Regions from separate parts of the Mus musculus genome. Here all the other regions are linked to region 1. A link is a contact called in public Hi-C, Micro-C and promoter capture Hi-C data. All regions are on one chromosome and are shown on one strand. The core of a region is the stretch at or near the end of the contact, and the rest is flanking DNA. Distances in the headings are between cores, read along the strand shown. Region 1 holds the start of Mroh6 (maestro heat-like repeat family member 6). Region 2 holds the start of Cyc1 (cytochrome c-1). Region 3 holds the start of Plec (plectin). Region 4 holds the start of Zfp41 (zinc finger protein 41). Region 5 holds the start of Ly6h (lymphocyte antigen 6 complex, locus H). Region 6 has its middle 23 kb from the start of Gm35087.

Evidence for each region. A called contact is a pair of places that touch in the nucleus more often than the background predicts. Capture Hi-C pulls out chosen DNA fragments and counts their contacts.
Region 2: a promoter capture Hi-C map of pancreatic islet shows a contact between it and region 1. The contact joins the promoter of Cyc1 here to the promoter of Mroh6 in region 1. A contact is called at or near these places in 4 of 39 promoter capture datasets (cranial neural crest, embryonic stem cells, erythroid cells and 1 more), 1 of 115 datasets of contacts at active chromatin or transcription factors (pancreatic cancer cells) and 1 of 9 other capture datasets (pancreatic islet).
Region 3: a contact with region 1 is called in a Micro-C map of embryonic stem cells, with 2.7 times the contacts expected there. The contact joins the promoter of Plec here to the promoter of Mroh6 in region 1. A contact is called at or near these places in 6 of 39 promoter capture datasets (cranial neural crest, embryonic stem cells, hippocampal neurons and 2 more), 5 of 484 Hi-C or Micro-C datasets (B cells, CD4 T cells, CD8 T cells and 2 more), 5 of 115 datasets of contacts at active chromatin or transcription factors (embryonic stem cells, extraembryonic endoderm stem cells, memory CD8 T cells and 2 more) and 2 of 9 other capture datasets (adipose tissue and pancreatic islet).
Region 4: a Hi-C map of erythroblasts shows a contact between it and region 1, with 2.7 times the contacts expected there. The contact joins the promoter of Zfp41 here to the promoter of Mroh6 in region 1. A contact is called at or near these places in 3 of 39 promoter capture datasets (the 3T3-L1 cell line, erythroid cells and liver), 6 of 484 Hi-C or Micro-C datasets (the N1E-115 cell line, embryonic stem cells, erythroblasts and 1 more), 2 of 115 datasets of contacts at active chromatin or transcription factors (astrocytes and embryonic stem cells) and 3 of 9 other capture datasets (adipose tissue, liver and pancreatic islet).
Region 5: a contact with region 1 is called in a Micro-C map of embryonic stem cells, with 2.0 times the contacts expected there. The contact joins the promoter of Ly6h here to the promoter of Mroh6 in region 1. A contact is called at or near these places in 1 of 39 promoter capture datasets (hippocampal neurons) and 5 of 484 Hi-C or Micro-C datasets (cortical neurons and embryonic stem cells).
Region 6: a contact with region 1 is called in a Hi-C map of the N1E-115 cell line, with 10 times the contacts expected there. The contact joins the enhancer-like site here to the promoter of Mroh6 in region 1. A contact is called at or near these places in 7 of 39 promoter capture datasets (the 3T3-L1 cell line, 3T3-L1-derived adipocytes, the HPC-7 cell line and 5 more), 8 of 484 Hi-C or Micro-C datasets (the Ba/F3 cell line, CD8 T cells, the G1E-ER4 cell line and 4 more), 7 of 115 datasets of contacts at active chromatin or transcription factors (embryonic forebrain, embryonic midbrain and embryonic stem cells) and 1 of 9 other capture datasets (pancreatic islet).

Annotation. Positions count from the first base shown.
Region 1 is chr15:75,887,483-75,890,182 of GRCm38.p6, reverse strand. It overlaps Mroh6 (maestro heat-like repeat family member 6), which reads left to right and starts at 1,411. Exons shown (of 14, transcript NM_001282443.2): 1 at 1,411-1,756; 2 at 1,997-2,149; 3 at 2,307-2,461. The coding sequence starts at 1,460.
Region 2 is chr15:76,342,226-76,344,925 of GRCm38.p6, reverse strand. Cyc1 (cytochrome c-1) reads right to left here and starts at 1,403. Exons shown (of 7, transcript NM_025567.3): 1 at 1,234-1,403; 2 at 428-624; 3 at 218-344; 4 at 1-114. The coding sequence starts at 1,362.
Region 3 is chr15:76,204,952-76,207,651 of GRCm38.p6, reverse strand. Plec (plectin) reads left to right here and starts at 1,331. Exons shown (of 33, transcript NM_001163540.1): 1 at 1,331-2,054. The coding sequence starts at 1,514.
Region 4 is chr15:75,615,375-75,618,074 of GRCm38.p6, reverse strand. Zfp41 (zinc finger protein 41) reads right to left here and starts at 1,391. Exons shown (of 3, transcript NM_001044718.2): 1 at 1,255-1,391; 2 at 1-31.
Region 5 is chr15:75,565,912-75,568,611 of GRCm38.p6, reverse strand. Ly6h (lymphocyte antigen 6 complex, locus H) reads left to right here and starts at 1,430. Exons shown (of 4, transcript NM_011837.3): 1 at 1,430-1,849; 2 at 2,353-2,480. The coding sequence starts at 1,848.
Region 6 is chr15:76,154,694-76,157,393 of GRCm38.p6, reverse strand. No RefSeq gene overlaps it. Among named protein-coding and RNA genes, the nearest start is that of Gm35087, 23 kb to the right of the region's middle. Within about 2 kb of position 1,378, at least 82 of the 459 cell types and tissues checked have an H3K27ac peak or open chromatin away from gene starts, as enhancers often do. A contact at or near this core is called in the N1E-115 cell line, where this site is marked.

The sequences.
Region 1 (2,700 bases), core at 162-2,661:
TGGGGGTGGGAGGTCTCAGTTTCTGACCCAGTAACCGAGGAAGGAGGAGGAGATTTAAAAAGCTGAGGATCCAAGGAGCTGCCTCAGCGAGGGCTGGAGCTGTCTGGGTACAGCAAGCTAGGTAAGACTCAGGAAGAATTGCTCCAGAGACAGTTGGAGTGTCTTAGGCACCCTACCATTGTTGTGAAGAGACGCCATGACCATGGCGACCAACTCTTGGCAAAGAAAGCATTTAATTGGAGGCTTTCCTATGGTTTCAGAGGTTAGTCCATGATCAATGATCATCATGGTGGGGACATACATGCAGGCACGGTAATGGTGACAGAGGGGAGAGTTCTACATTCTGAAAGAGACCCTAGCCTTGGCATGTGCTTTTGAAACCTCAAAGCCCACCCCTGTGACACACTTCCTTCAAGAAGGCCACACCTCCGGATCCTAATCTTAGAATAACACCGCTCCCTGGTGACTAAGCATTCAAATGCATGCGCCTTTGGGAGCCATTCTTATTCAAACCACCACATGGTTTGGTTCATGGCTTGGTGGGAGGCAGAGTTGGGGCTTGGGTAGCCCGAGGTATAGGAGCTGAAGAGCGTGAATGCCCACTGCTTGGAATACTTCCCCATGCACTTCCGCCTGGAGCAGTCTGTCAGACTAGTTCATCTAGCTTCCCTGGCTTAGCGCTGGGCAGTGCCTATAGTGTGGTTGGGTGGAGAGCGGGGATTTAGGGTAGAGGTTGGGCCAGCCCTGGGGAGCATGAACCTGGAAAGGAAGACAACCGGGCGAACAGTATACATACACACTGCCTACGCAGACACAGGGAAGACAGTCTCAGAGAAGGAGGGGCTGGACAGACAGGGCATGAGACATACCACCTCGGGACTGGCAAGGATGCAGAGGAGCCCGCATCAACAATAGTGGGCACTTGCAAATGTATTTAGGAGGCATCACCAGCCTCACCTCATTTGCTCCACACCCCAAGTGTTTCAAGTTCAGGGAGAATGACAGTACCTGACCACGCCCGTTCCTAGGATATTTGGCTATGTGGTCTAGCCCAGCCCCTGACCCTACTGGGGCTTCCTCAGAAGGATCTAAAACTGCCCTGGACCCCTCCCCCAGGCAAGAGGGGGATGGGCAGTTGGGTTAAAGACCTTTCTCTCCTCCACGATAGTCCATGATCTCCATGGACACTGGTGGGCAGGGCCAGACTATGCAGTGGCCATGTCCCACTTGGCTCCAGCAGCCTGGGCAGACACCCTTCACAAGTCCATGCTAGGATATCTCTGTGATTGAACAGCCAATCACTGGCACATGCTCAGACTCGCATGTACCTACGTCTATGCCCACGCCACCACGCCTGTCTGTAGGCCCGCCTGTGGGCCCGCCCGGGGCCTGATTCTAGGTCAGGTCTGGACACAACTTCACTGGAAGAGTGGTGGCAGGTGCCGCTGGTAGGAACACTATGGCTGGGGGTGTGTGGGGTCGGGGCCGGGACGGCCGGGACGGCCCTGTGGGCTCCCTAACTCTGACAGCTCTAGCGGAAGGAATCCGGGCTAGCCAGGGGCAGCCTGTGGGACCCTCTTCTACAGGCCCTCAGTCTGATCCCCAGGAGCTTGGGCCCGAGCCTGAGCCCTATATTCAAACACTCACCCCTGCCTTTGAGGCCCAGCCTGGGAATGAAGTGGTTGCCCCCACAGCTGGTAGTGAGATCTATTCCCCACACAATGCCCAGGAGCCAGCCCCCGAGAGACCGTACCAGGTGAGTAAGAGGGCAGATGCTGGATGATGCAAAGTTTGGCTGTTCACTTGGGCACTAGAAAGACAAGAAGTACGGGGGGGGGGGGGGCATTGAGGAGTCCTGAGGGTAAACGGATGGAAAAGATCATACGGGAGGAAGGTTTGTCGCCATCTGAGGGATGGGAAGACTGGAGGACTAGGGAGGATAGTTGAGATCGGCTTGGGGACTTCAGAAACTCCACGTTTCATTCTTCCATCATAGGCTTCCCAGTATTCCTGGGAGGAAGGAACCCTTGCAGACCTTGCGTTGTATACAGCTGCCTGTCTGGAGGAGGCTGGCTATGCCGGGACCCAGGCAACAGCGCTCACTCTGTCCTCAGCCCTGGAAGCCCGGGGGCAGCGGCTGGAGGACCAGGTTAGCATCCCCATCCAGAGAATCCTGCAAGCCTCCCTTCAACCTCGACCACACTCCCCCTAAAGGCTGCTCTGAGTGTAGGGAGGTGCGGTGCTGGCAAGAGTTTCCTTTTGAGGTCCTGGGGCTCTAACTACTGACGTTTGTTCCTTTTACCCAGGTCCACGGTCTGGTGCGTGGGCTGCTGGCACAGGTCCCTAGCCTGGCAGAGGGGAGACCCCGGAGGGCAGCCCTACGGGTGCTGAGCGCACTGGCTCTGGAGCATGCGCAGGACGTGGTGTGTGCGCTGCTACCCAGTTCGCTACCCCCGGACCGGTAACCCTCCCCGCCCAGCCGCGCTGCGCTGCCCCACGCGGCTTCCTTCCCCCTTCCCGCTTGATAGCTTGGTCATAGGATCTGGTTCCTGCAGCACCGGGCAGTAAGGGAATAGGGCCCCGGAAATCCCTTCCCCTAGACTTTTGCTGGTGTTACACCACCATACCTGGGTTTAGTTTAACTCTGACACTCTCCTCTCTCTCTCTCTCTTCTCCTTTCCCTCCATCCCCTGCTTTTTA
Region 2 (2,700 bases), core at 154-2,653, 450 kb before region 1:
GTTAGCAGCTCTTGCAGCCTCAGGGTTAGGGTATGGTTTTGGAAAATAGTCAGACAACTTCCCTGGCCGCATGAACATCTCCCCATCATCATTAGGGCCATCCTGGACCTCCACCTGCCACCAAGAACCCCATCACAACCTTTTAGTCCCTCACAGTTGAAACCACAATCCCTGTATCCTCCACCTTCTTTCGTGCCCACCCCCCCACCCTCCGAACCTCCTCAGCCAGCGCCTTGGCTTCTTCCTCCGTGTAGCACACTCCCACCAGGTGGCGGTACGCCACATAATCCATGCTGTGGCAGGAAGAGCACACCTGCTTGTATACCTGGAAACCCCTCCGAATGCTAAAGAGATAAAGAATTAGAGGAACTGAAGATTCGAATTCACCCGGGAACTTCCACCCCCAGCCCCGCCGCAACACACCCACCTGGTGTGGTCCAAGGAGGAGAGGAGGCCACGATGAGACCATGGGTAGCTGGGGGGGTGCAGCTCCAGGTCACTGGCACTCACGGCAGAATGAAGGGCCACAGCTAGCCCTGCACCCCCCGCGGCCAGCATGCCCAACGCTGACAGCATCACCTTTCGGCCTCGAGAAGGGCCAGACTTCGAGGACAAGGACACTGCCTGCAAGAGCCCCGCTCAGCACCTGCCAAGACCCCAGCAGCCCACCTGGGGATCTGAATGAACGCCCATGTCTTCCGCTCCACCTCCACCCCGCACTGGCCACCACCGCACGCAGAGCGCCCAAGGCACACACCGTGCCCAATGCCTGCTGGATCCCTTACTGCAGCCAACTCCTCGGCCACGGCTCGGCTCTGGAGGGCAAATGGAGAATGCTCGTGGAACTTAACCCAGGAGACAAGCCTAAGTGACCCAGAGTACTGCAGCGGACCAAGGTCACCTGCAGGCCGCTGAGGTCAGGCTGGGGTCACTGCAGGGTATCCGCCAGGTCCGGACAGCCGGCTTCGGCAGTCGCTCCGGGCGAGCCCTTCGCTGCAATCTCCCGTCCCGACCCCATCACAGTGGGACCCTGGGCTCAGAGCAACAATGCCCTGCCACTCCAAGGCGTGGGCACCCAGACCGGCTTTCTGGGTGTGCCGGCCCGGCGGCGGGGACCCCGTCGAGTTGTAGGAGGAACGCAGGAGACCGATGCCGGCGCGCGCCCGGAGCCTCCCCGCCGTGACCTTCAGGGCTGAGGGGCGCGCGATGGTCGGGGCCCGCGCCAGGACTCACCTGCGGTGTCCGCAATGGAAGCTGCCGGGACCGCGCGCCGCCCAGCAGACCCGGAGCACTTGCACCTGGAAGCCCCACGCCCCGCGGGCCCAGTACCGTCCGGCGAAGCGAAGCCGCCGCCGCCGCCATGTCGGCCCCCTTTAGTGCGGCCGCCGTTCCCGTCGGCCCCTGCGGGCCGACGAGAGCTCAGACCACGCGAGAGCAACACAGTGGGCGGACCTAGGCGGAGCTGGGTAGGGAGCTGTCCATCAGTGGACCAGGACTGTCCCTTGCCCGGCTCCTCTAGTCCGGGTTGAGCCTGGCCGCAACTCTAATTACAATGACAACATCTGCTTTGTTTGTTTGTTTGTTTTTCTGGCTTCTCTACTATATCCCCAGTTCCTTCACCTCGGCCCCGCGAATCACGCCCTCCAGTTGAGCCACTGGATAGTCTTCTGAGAGCTTGCTCATCCATGGCCTGTGTGGGATTAACAGCAGCTCTCCCCTGCTCCACAGGCGACCCAGCATAGAAACTTCCCCTGACTAACTTTCTTTTAAACCCTCATATAAAGTCCATAATTCAATTTTCTTAATGAGAGCATATCTAAGTGGGGGTACCCGTCCATTACAAAGATAAGCTGCAGCTCCCTCTGGATGTAAGGGACTGATCACTGTGGCACTTGGTGCTGCCCTTTTTTAAAATCTACATTGACACTGACACTGTAGCTGTCAGACACACCAGAAGAGGGCATCAGATCCCATTACAGAGGGTTGTGAGCCACCATGTGGTTGCTGGGAATTGAACTCAGGACCTCTGTACTTAGCAGACAGTGTTCTTAACCACTGAACCACTTCTCCAGCCCCCATCAAAACTATTCTCAGTAGCTCAAGACAGAAACAACCCGTCTATGTCTACCAGCTGGTGAGTGGATAGACAAAGCATGGCACACCCATATGGGTGAACTTTTTCATTCTAGTGTGAGATGTGAGGCATGGGAGAAGTGCCAGCATGCATGAACCTTGAGCTCACCATATGAAGTAGAAGTCAGACACAAAAGACAAAAAAAAAAAAAAAAAAAAAAAAAAAAAAAAAAAAAGCTGAGAGTGGTGGCTCAAGCCTTTAATCCCAGCACTTGGGAGGCAGAGGCAGGCAGATTTCTGAGTTCGAGGCCAGCCTGGTCTACAAAGTGAGTTCAGGGCTATACAGAGAAACTGTCTCGAAAAAGCCAAAAAAAAAAAAAAGACCACATGTATATGATTCCGTTCACCTAAGTGGGCGAGTACACAAAAGCAGAAAGCAGACTAATTCTGCCAGTATGAGGGGTACAGGGATTTGGGTGGTGGTGGGGTGATGACAAGGTTCTTCCAAGGCAGGTGAGAGCTGACTGCTGGCTCAGGAGACAAGCGAGCAGTTTGTGTACCTGTGAAGAGCGTCACACTCAGTGTGCCACGACAAATCTCTGTGATGGCTGAAGCCTGGCCTGGAAT
Region 3 (2,700 bases), core at 82-2,581, 320 kb before region 1:
TTGGCTGAGCCTTCAGAGTTTCCACCCGCCACCGGTCTGTGTCTGTATGTTTGGAGTCTGCTGGGGCACCATGGCGACAGCCCATAAACCCGCCCCACGCACTGCTTTGTTGGCTGCCCGCCTGCCTCTGGCCAGCGCCTCCCACCGCAGGATCCCCCGCCTCCGCCCTATTTATAATCAGTTCCTGGGGTTGCAGTGCTTGGTGGGAATGGGTGTGTCCATTCAGGGAGAGCCTTAATGGCATGGGGGGTTTGGTGCGGCACCACAGGGAGAGTTGGAGTATTGGGTGGTGGCACCCAGCACAGGCTACATGCGTGTGGGACCCTCGGTTGTGAGGGCCCAGCAGAGGTGACAGCTGTGCTAGGCAGCCCTTAGGGCATGAGCTCAGTCCTCTTCCTTTCACTTCAGTTCCTGCTGGTGTCCTCGTGTCCTCTCCACAGCACCTGCCCCTCCGGCCACAAGTGGACACTCAGGCTGCCTGGGGGTAGGGAATTTTTGGATGTCAGGGCCACCAAGCCTGGGGTGTTAGGGACTTGGTGACTTTGATTCCCTATGGCAGCTGGGAGTCCCTGGCGTCCAACAGCTGCACTGAAGGTGTGGGAGGAAAGAGGCCTCACCCAGAGCTCTCTTCAGAGGTCTTGGACTGGAAAGTGGCTTTGTTTCTGGACCCACCCTAATCTAGCCTGTCGTGGAAGTGTTACGTTCCATGGTCATCTGGTGAGAGGGGCACAGTACTGTCCCTTTCCTTTTCTGATGGACAGCGGCAGTGGTGCCTGCCGCCAACTGTCTGTGCGTCCTGGCAGCTCCTCCCACTCTTCTCCTTCAGGTCTCTGGCCACCACCACACCCCAGATTCTTCTCCATACCCTAATCTTCCTCCCTTGGATTCTTTTAGTTTTCTACTTTGCGCAACCCCTCCTTTAGATAGCTATGGACAGATGATACCTCACCTCACCCTGAGATCACAGTGAGGGGGTGCTGTCCTTATGAGGACCCTCCTGCTCTCTCTGCTCCCTGTTTTCTGCCCATCTGTTCTCTTCTGAGGGGGGCGGGGTTGATTCTTGATCCATATTACACTCCGTCCTGCCTTCACACAGTCTTGAGAACCTTGAACAAGTGTTTTAGAAACACATGTAATTTCTGACATTGGAGCTATGTGGCCCGGGTGGGGAGGGGCAGTTTATTGGTGCCCCCCACTCTTCAAGGGGCCCCCGCCAGTAGTGGGTGGGAGGGACCGGCCCTGCTGCTGAGTCAGAGGGGGCCGGCCCAGGCGTCCTGGAGGGCGGGCAGGCGGGAGGCTCAGACAGGCAGCCTTGCCGGCGCAGGAATTCACAGAGCAAGGCTCTGGAGCCGCACTGCCCCTGAGCCTGCGCCCTTGTGCTTAGAACCGGAGCCTGCCTGCCTGTTTGCCAGTGGCCCCTGCTGCATCTTGTGCCAAAGGAGCTTCATCAGCCTCCTGGCTGTGCCCCACCTGCTGTCCTCACCCTGTGCTGACCGGCAGGCTTCCAGCAGCCATGGTGGCTGGCATGCTCATGCCGCTGGACCGGCTACGGGCCATCTATGAGGTGCTCTTCCGTGAGGGGGTGATGGTTGCCAAGAAGGACCGGCGACCCCGCAGCCTGCATCCCCATGTGCCCGGCGTCACCAATCTACAGGTCATGCGTGCCATGGCTTCACTGAAAGCTCGGGGCCTGGTGCGGGAGACCTTTGCCTGGTGCCACTTCTACTGGTACCTGACCAACGAGGGCATTGACCACCTACGCCAGTACTTACACCTGCCACCGGAGATTGTACCTGCCTCTCTGCAGCGTGTGCGCCGCCCTGTCGCCATGGTGATACCTGCACGTCGTCGCTCCCCCCATGTGCAGACCATGCAAGGTCCCCTAGGCTGCCCACCAAAGAGGGGGCCTCTGCCAGCTGAGGACCCTGCCCGTGAGGAGCGGCAGGTCTATCGCAGGAAGGAGCGTGAGGAGGGGGCACCTGAAACCCCTGTGGTGTCTGCCACCACCGTGGGGACCCTGGCCAGACCAGGTCCGGAGCCTGCCCCAGCCACAGGTCAGCTGAATTTTGGCTCCAGGCCGTGAGGGATGGGAAGTGACTGTAGGTGTTTTTGGTGTTGGGACTTAGGTCTGGTGGGCTCTGGGGGGCAGTACATTGTGTGTATGGTTCTGTTCATATCAGCAGGTGGCGCCCTTTCTGCTGGAGGGTGATGGGTGTTCTAGCCAGTGGACCCACGTGGCTTGTGCTCCTCTGGGTAAATCCTGGTGAGGGCGGGGCCTGAACGCCCCAAGACTGGCAGGACCAGCTGTTGGCATAGTCGTGTTTGTACCCCTCTCAGGCACTGTCCTTGCCCTTGCCCCCACCTCCTTCCCCCACCCTTTAGGGGCCCCTCTTTTCAGAAGTGGGCGTGTAGAGAAGATCTGCTGGCATGAGACTGACTCAGGCAAACCGCTTGTCCACTGAGGCTTGAGTCTGTCTTCCCCTATGGCCAAGTGGCTAAGATTCTGTATTACATGAGCAGTACTGAGGGCCCCCATGACTGGGTGCTTGGCCTGCTGGGAGTTGGCCATGATCTGGAGGTGGAGCGGCTCTAGATGAGATGGGAAGAAGGGCACAGCTCAGGAGCACTGCCTAGGAGGGCAGAGGTCAGGGCATTGGGATGCTGACCCAGCCCATGGTCTGGGTGAGGGTCTGGTTCCCC
Region 4 (2,700 bases), core at 142-2,641, 270 kb after region 1:
TCAAGCAGACAGAACCACGGTCGTCTTGCTTCTGGAGGCAAAAGCATGAACAACAGGTCAGAGGCAGCTCTTAGCTCTCTGCAGCTCCACTGTCTTTCCAGCTGCTCACATGATGAGCCCCTCAGACTAAAGTGGACTCCCCAGAGCTCTAGCCCCAGGCCTATAAGCTGAGCTCAGAGCCTCTGGTCCACTGTATGCTCATCTCTTTGAGTGACTCTCTCACTCAGCCACAGACACTCCTGGGCCTGAAGACAAGATTTTCACTCATCCCAGAGAAAGCCATAGCCATCATGGACCGATGGCCATTTTCCACCTCCCCAAACAGAACCTTCCCCGTTCTTCCTTATCCTCTCTACCCGCCCACATTGGGACTGTGCAAACACCCTGGAGTAGGAAGTAACTCTACCATACAACAGCCTGGTTCTGAGCCTGGAAAACTCAGGGCTCTCCTCATAATCCACAGCAAACCCCATCAGACCCCCAAAGGATGCCTCTTGTATTGATGAGGCTCTCTCTATGTGACCCCTCTTTATCTCTAAACCTGCACCATCCCCTTTACTCCCAGAGGCCCAAAGGGGTGGGCTCTGCTGGCAGTTCCATCTAGAGCACCCACACTTTCCCAAAAACACTTTGGGAACACACTGTATTTTGTTCTAAGCATTTGACAAATACCCACATATCTAACCCAGCAGATAAAATTCTTATCCGGATTCAGAGTCCAAGATCCAGGCGGCTAGGTGACTGTTTGCTCTATGTCAGCATCTGAAAGTGTTTGTCTTTTGTGGGACAGCTCAGGAGACACCTGAGAGTCCCTGTCTGCAGCATCACTCAGTACCAATTCAAACACCATCACTCTGGTGAGAGGAATGACAAGCGGGACCCAGGTGTCTGTGTCTGCTCACCAAGGACCATCCTCACTGAAAACTTAAATAGTCATTAAAACCAGAGAAGACCCCAGCGACTTAGCTTATTGCCCCCTCTCTTCACAGGCCTGTGCACAGGAGTAGGTGCGAGTGATTCAGGCAACTTAGTTGAATTCCGCTGACCTAGGGACTCAGGTCCATCAAGGAGCTGCTGGAGCCGGCAGGATAAGGCGCTCAATGCATCCAGCAACAAGGGGCTTCGCTAGGTAGCCCGGCCCACCTTCCCCGCCTCCAAGGACCTCTGCAACACCGCCGAGGTGGTCCACAGAGAAACGACTCAGAAGCCGGCCTTCGCCCGGTCGGGGCTACCGTGCACACACGCAGAGAGTACCTGATGGGTGCCGAGCACAGACGCCGGCGGAACGTGGCCGTAAGCAGGCTGACCGGCGGGCGGGCGACCGTTAACAATGCCCACTTGAGCCCGCCACTCCCGCGCCTAAAGGCGCCCGCCCCTCTGGTGCCGCTCTACCTTCCCCGGCCTCTCGGTGGTGCTGCCGCGCACCCTAAGCCCCGCCCACCGCTCGAAACCCACTCCAGTGCCGCTCTAGGACCCTTGCCGGGTTCTCGGTGGTACCGCCGCAAGCTCCGGAGCCCCGCCTGCTCGTTCACGCCCTTCTGGTGTCGCTCTAGGAGCAGCCGCCCGGCCTCTCTGTGATCCCGTGCTGCGGCCGTAGGCCCGCCTACCTCTCCCCGCCCCTTCGGGTCGGCTCTAGGAGACACTGCCCTCGCTCCTTGTGATGCTGTGGCTGCGGGCTCGAGCTTCGCTTGAGAGGATGCTAAGCAGGCGTCTGTGCCTGTGCAAGCTTCTGGGCTGCGGGCGGCGCCTTTCTCCCGGCGTGCGCCTCTTCTCAGGACTCCAAGCCTTCTTCTGCAGGCTTCGTGTTATTTCTCAGTCATCGGGTTTGCCATCTGTGGCACGCCGGGATGGCGGACCCAGTAGTGCACGGCCTGTAGCCCCCTGGAATCATCCGACCCCGCCCCTCCTTTCCGGCAAAGCCAGGGTCCCCTGCTCTGTCCTTAACGCGGGCCTTTACAGATATTTAAATCTAGTCACTTCTTGTGCTCTTTCGACTTTCTGGGTATATTCTCCACTATTATATTTGGTTAGGCTGGCTTAGAACTAGCAATCTCTTGCCTCGGTCGAGTCCTGGGACGATAGGTGTGGCCCACGGCGCTTGGAGAATGAAGTTATGAGAAACGAATCGAGAGCTGTTGTGTGCTTGGTGAAGTCTCCCTGGGGGCGCCATTTTACATGACTAGTACACAGTGTTAGTGCCTCCTGTGCTGCAGAAGCCTGTATCAAACCTCTAACAGACCCTTTCTTTAAGTGTCGTCTCCACCTCATCCGTTTAGATTCAACGCCAACATGCTAGATAAATGTAATTGTCCAGCGTGCAACTTGGCGGAGCTTGCCGATTATCATTCAGGCATCGCTGTCTAGATTCACAAGAGTGGCTGTGTATTGAATGGTGGTTCATTCAGCCTCCTGAACAGCTGCCTCTGCGCTGTGTGCATCACAGCTTTGGGATCCTTTGTCCACTGAAGGACGTGTTTACAAGGTTGTTGGGAAGCAGCGCCCCCCCCCCCGCCCTCCCCCCGTGCTGTTTCATTTCCCTGGGACCGTGCCCAGGAAGGCAGTTGCTAGGTCCCAAACTGCATGTTGCCTTTTGCAAGAAACAGACAAGCTGCTTTCCAGAGAGCCTGTGCCATTTCTCATTCATTCCTACCAGTGGCATGGGGCTTTCTGGCTTACCAGCATTTGGTACAGGGAGGTAGG
Region 5 (2,700 bases), core at 181-2,680, 320 kb after region 1:
AATACATTTCAGTGACTTTTAGTGTATTAATAAAGTTGTGTATCCATCACCAGAATCTAATTTTAGGGCATTTCATTACTACAAAATGATTAGTCGTGTCCCAAGCCGGTCATTCCTTTCCCTCCCTGTACTTGGCTAATCTTTCTGTCTTTGTTGGATTCTTACACTTTGGGGCATTTCATGTAAATAAAAGGGTGTGACATGTAGGGTGTTTGTTGCTTCCCCCCCGCCCCCCCAGATTTCTTTTTCAGTGATCACCTCCTTTTCCTGGGAGTCCTTTTAAGGCCTGCATTGGTCTTTTTTCATGTGAGCGAAGTTTCTTTCTGTCAGGTAAACTTGCGGTTTGGCTTGGGGTTGTGTGTTTCTTCTTCTAGCATGTCTTAATAAGCACATTGGCTTTGTGTTCGAGGAGGTTTGTTAGTGTTGAGGGAAATCTAGTCAGGCCGCCTGCCTTTTCAAGCTGCGGCATGATGAACAGGGGTTCAAGGACCATTTACTCCCCTAAAAACACTTCTTACCTAGAAGCCTCACCAAGCCTCTGCTCTGCAAGAATCCATACTATAGCTCAGCCTGTCAACCTGAGTGCAGGCTCAGGCACAGCTGCTCTCACCCCAGTCTGATGGCAGGCTGGCTCTGGGCTCCACAATGGAGTGGAGTGCGGGACTTCTTTTGCAGAGAATTGTGTATGAACTAATTCTTATCCTCGGCACTCTCTTCATCTAGATCCCTTCTTCAAAGTGTCTAGTCCCTCTATTCCTCAGCACTTGTGAACTACTCAAGTGCTCACGCTGTTTGATCACCTGGTGACTTGTGTGACCCTGGGCAGGAGGAGGCTCTATTGCTAAGTGTTCTCCTTACCTGTAACTCAACACCGAGACACCAAGGCAACATGCATCTATAATGTGCTGTTTAGATCAAAGAGAACAGACTATACGCTCAGACTGACAGCAGAGGTTGTCACATCTAGCAAGGACTTGGTATTAGTGACAGTCATTTGTCTGGTATGAGGTTCTGTGGTGGGGGTGGGGCGGGCGGGCAGAATCCAAGGTGTGCTAGCTGCTTTTTCCAGGGCCTAGGGTTTTGAACACGGAACACCTTTCCTCCTGTGTGACAAGGGAGCGAAGGGAGCTGTGGCTTACCCTGAGCCCAAGAGAGCTGGAAGGGCAGGGGGGGAGCAGGAGCCCAAGGTGTGAACCTGGTGTGATCCTTACACAGGGGCCAGGATTGTCATCTCTGTGTGTGGGTGTGGTTGGTAACAAAAGTCCCTAGGGCTGAGTTGCCGGTGGGCGTCGTCATGGGCACTCTTAGGAGTAGAATTGGCTGGAACTATCGGATGCGAGGTGGATGCTGGGGAGGGAGGAGCCCCAAGGCTGGGCGTCTGAACCCCACAGCCCTACCTCTCCGCTTCCCTCTTTCGCTGCGTCTTTGTGCATTTTGCTTCCTTTAGCAGCCAAAGCTCTTCCGAGAATCTGCAAGGGACCTCGGCCAAGCAGAGTGGGAGGATCCTCCCACGCCGGGTAGGGAGGTGGAAAAGGGTGGGGGGCTGCTGCGGCGGGAGCAGGAGCGGGAGACCTAGAAGGGGCGTTGCGCGCGGACGAAAGGCGCCGAGGCCGGGTAGGGCGACCTGCTGAGTGGCCTCCAGCCCTGGGCGCCCCCCACCCCGCGCGTCTCCCAGCTGTGCGAGGCCCCCGCCCCGGTTCCGCCCCGCCCCTCGCGCGGGGTCCGCGTCTGCGGCTGCGTTCCCCGAAAGACGAAGCTGCGCCCCGGTTCCGGTCCGCAGGGAGACCGAAGGGCATCGCTCCCCGCGCCGTGCCCGCCGCTGAGCCCGGAGTGCGGACACCCCAGGGATGTGAGTGCGCCCCCCACCCCGAGGCCCGCACTCCACGCCCCGATTCGCGGTGAGCGCCGAGGCGCGCGCGCGGGGACCAGGGGAGGGGACTCGGCGCGGGGTTCCCGGCCCCCCAGCCCAGGGGTGGGGACGAGGACGGGGACGCGGCGCGCAACCCTCCCCCGCCGGCAGGTAAGGTGCGCTCCCTCCTCCCGCTTTTCCTGTCCGGACGCACCTACAGCTCCTTGGGGAGAGAAGACAATCTCCCCACGCAGGTGCAGGGCGAAGGCTGCGGGGACCTCGGGTGGCCACCTCACCGGAGAGGGCAGACCTCTTTTCCCTGGAGGGGAGGCTGTGATGGTGGATGCTCCCGGTGATGGGTTGGGGGTGGGGCATTGCGAGCTCCTGGACCTCCCCCCCCCCCCCCGCGCGCTTTTGATTCCTGGGGGATGGTTACATCTTCAGGCCAGAAAAGGGAAGGGTGTTTAGGGTTGGGTCCTCTGACCGAGGCTATTCCCCTCCAGGCCTGCGCCCCAGAGGACCCCCGCCTGCAGCCCCCGCGCCTCTTTCAGGCCCTATCGGAGCATGCTGCCTGCAGCCATGAAGAGCCTCGGTCTGGCGCTGCTGGCCTTGCTTCTCTGCCCCTCGCCGGGTGAGTCGGGGGCCCGCGGGGAGGGGTCATATCACGGGAAGCACCACTCTTAGATCTCAGCTCCAGCCACCGGGGGCTCTCCCCACACTCGAGGGCATCCAGCGCCTTTCCACCTTTCTTCTAGTACTGCGCAGATGTCCCTCATTCTCAGAGGTTCAGCGAGCTTCCTATTAAGTCGGGTGGACCTTTCCTGTCTTGGAACCTACCTATCTTTGGGGGT
Region 6 (2,700 bases), core at 129-2,628, 270 kb before region 1:
AACTCACTATGTAGACTAGGCTGACTTCAAACTCATAGAGATCTGCCTGCCTCTGCATCTGGAGTGTTGGGATGAAAGGTGTGTACGACGTTCAGCCAGTGGCTCGTCTCCGTGGACATCTCCTCAAAGGACAGGGTTTCTTGTTCTTATTCACTCAGAATAAAAGCTTTATCATGTGGAAAAGCACCTGCAAGATGGGACTTGAACATTCCTCAGCCCAGCCTCTTAAATCTATGCATTACAAAGTCAATTGCTCATCTGCAGGAGCTCTTGGAAGTCAACCATCATCTGTAAACTGACATACGGGGCATGGGGGTGGGTGAATCTTTTATCTGTATTTTTTTTTCCTTCTTTCTCTCTGAGAAGGTCTTAGTACACACAAGCTAGCCTTGACCTCATCGTGTAGCCCAAGCTGGCCTTGAACTTGACCCTCCTACTTCAACTCTCTACATGCTGGGGTTACAGGCATTTGTCACTTATATAACCCTGTATAACCCTTCCCTAATGGGGCCTCTAGGTACCCAAATGCTGGGACAGGGACATTTCTGTCTATGAGAACGTAACAGATTGGGAACACCAAGCACACAGTGGACGATTCCCACGCCCCCATCAGAGCCCTGCTTGCTGAATTCACCAGCCTTGATTCTCACACATTCCAGAGCCTGTTAGGAGGAAAGTCTGAATCCTCCAAATGACAAGAGTCAGCAAGATATCCAGGAGGGTGGTGCAGTATCAAGAGAGGGCATTTGCTGTAGGACTGGATGGGGCCACCGTTTAAAGGACTATTAGCCACAGAAGGTCAGAGAAGAATAGATGGGAGTCATTAAGGACCTTAGGCTCGTCTTCCCTTCCCTGGGTTCCTCTTTCAGGTTTGGTCAAAAGATGTTGGGCCCTGGGGCCCTGGGCGACACTGGATGGCCAGGCTGCTGGCTGGGCCCCTGTCTTCACCCTCACATCTCACCAGTTGAGGCCCTGCCTGGCCCTCCTTGAGGACAGGGGTTGCAAGAGACAGATCGGGATATATGCTAAAAGCACTTCAAATTTCTCCCCTGGCCTGACCTTTCTTCTGTCTTGGAGGCCAGCTCAGAGCTGCTCCAGCAAGGACCCCTGGGCTGAGGAGCCGCAGAGCTGCAGAGTCTCAGAGTCGCGGAGTCGCAGAGCCACCTCTGAGATGCACTGTTGTGTCACTGACTTCTCCCTTAGTTGTTTCATGACTTCATGTGTGTATTTTAACAAAGCAGCCAGGCGCTGTTATGAGACGCGTCCAGCAGAGGGTAGCAAAGGCTCTTGTTCCAACAAACTCAAGGGCTCCTGGCTCATGCGTGTTGCCAACAGAAGAAAGAGGGTATTGTGTTGGATCTGAGAGGAGCCACCTCAGCTCTTGCAGGACCAAAGGCCTGGGCAGCCTGACATCATCTCAAACAACCCGTGCCCTTGACACTTGAACACACAGCTGACCAGGGTCTCTGGAGAGACGTCGCTGTCTGGGGACAGCAAACAGCCAGTGAGTGCATCCTGGAACAGACTCTCCTCACACACAAGATTCCATATCGCCAAACACCGTGACCCCAGGCAGAAAAGCTTTAGGAAACTCATTGAATAGGAGTTCTTCTAACTGATAACTTCTCTCTCTTTTTTAAGACAGGGTCTCACTATGGAGAGGAGATGGGCCTCGAACTCACCTACCTCTGCCTCTTGAGTGCTGAGATTAAAGGCTTGTGCCACCATGCCCCTCCCCACCACTACAGACACTCTCTCTTAAAATATTTTTAGATGGATTTGCGTTTCGTGTGTGTGAGTATTTTGCCTGCATGTATGTCTTGTGTATCATGTGTGTTCTGGTATTTGTGGAAGCCAGAGGAGTCCCCTAGAATTGGAGTTACAGATGGGGTGAGCCTCCATATGGATGCCAAGAATCAAGCCTAGGTCTTCTGGAACAGTAAGCCAGTGCTCTTAATCCTGGAGTATTTATTAAAAATAGATCCCGGTTACTGCATATAATATATAAAGGAAAAGAATGTGCATTTTGTTTTATTCAAGTCTCTTTGGGCATGAGGAGGAAGATTGTATGACCAACTGGTCAAAGGAGATGAACAATAGCCCTGGAAACATAGTGGGTGCCTTATAGCCTCAGCCAGTGAACCTACAGGCCTGATTTGCATGTGACCACAAGATTGAGCAGGAAGTAGGAAAACATTGGGAAGAGAAGTCAGCCTACAGTGTAGATGACACTCAAAGCAGGTTTGGTGCCATGATGTTCCAAGATCCTCTCCCACATGACCCCTTAGGGTTGCAACCCGGCCTCTAAAGGATCTGACATTTCCCTATGCCAGCAGGCTCTAACCCTGCTAATGCTGCGACCCTTTAGTGCACTTCCTAATGTTTTGGTGACCCCCCACCCATAAGGTTATCTCACTGCTACTTTATAATGGTGATTTTGCTACTGTTATGACTCCTGATGCCAACACTTGCATCTGCTGATGGTCTTAGGCAACGTCTGTGGAAGGGTTGTTCACCACCGAAGAGGTCACGGCCCCCCATGGGTTGATAGCCTGTGCCTTCTGACATCATCTTCGGAGAATATCTCAAATGAGAGAATGTGTCTAAATCCAAAAGAAAAAAAAAGGAAAGAAAGAAAGAGAGAGAGAGAGAAGGAAAGGAAAGGAAAGGAAAGGAAAGGAAAGGAAAGGAAAGGAAAGG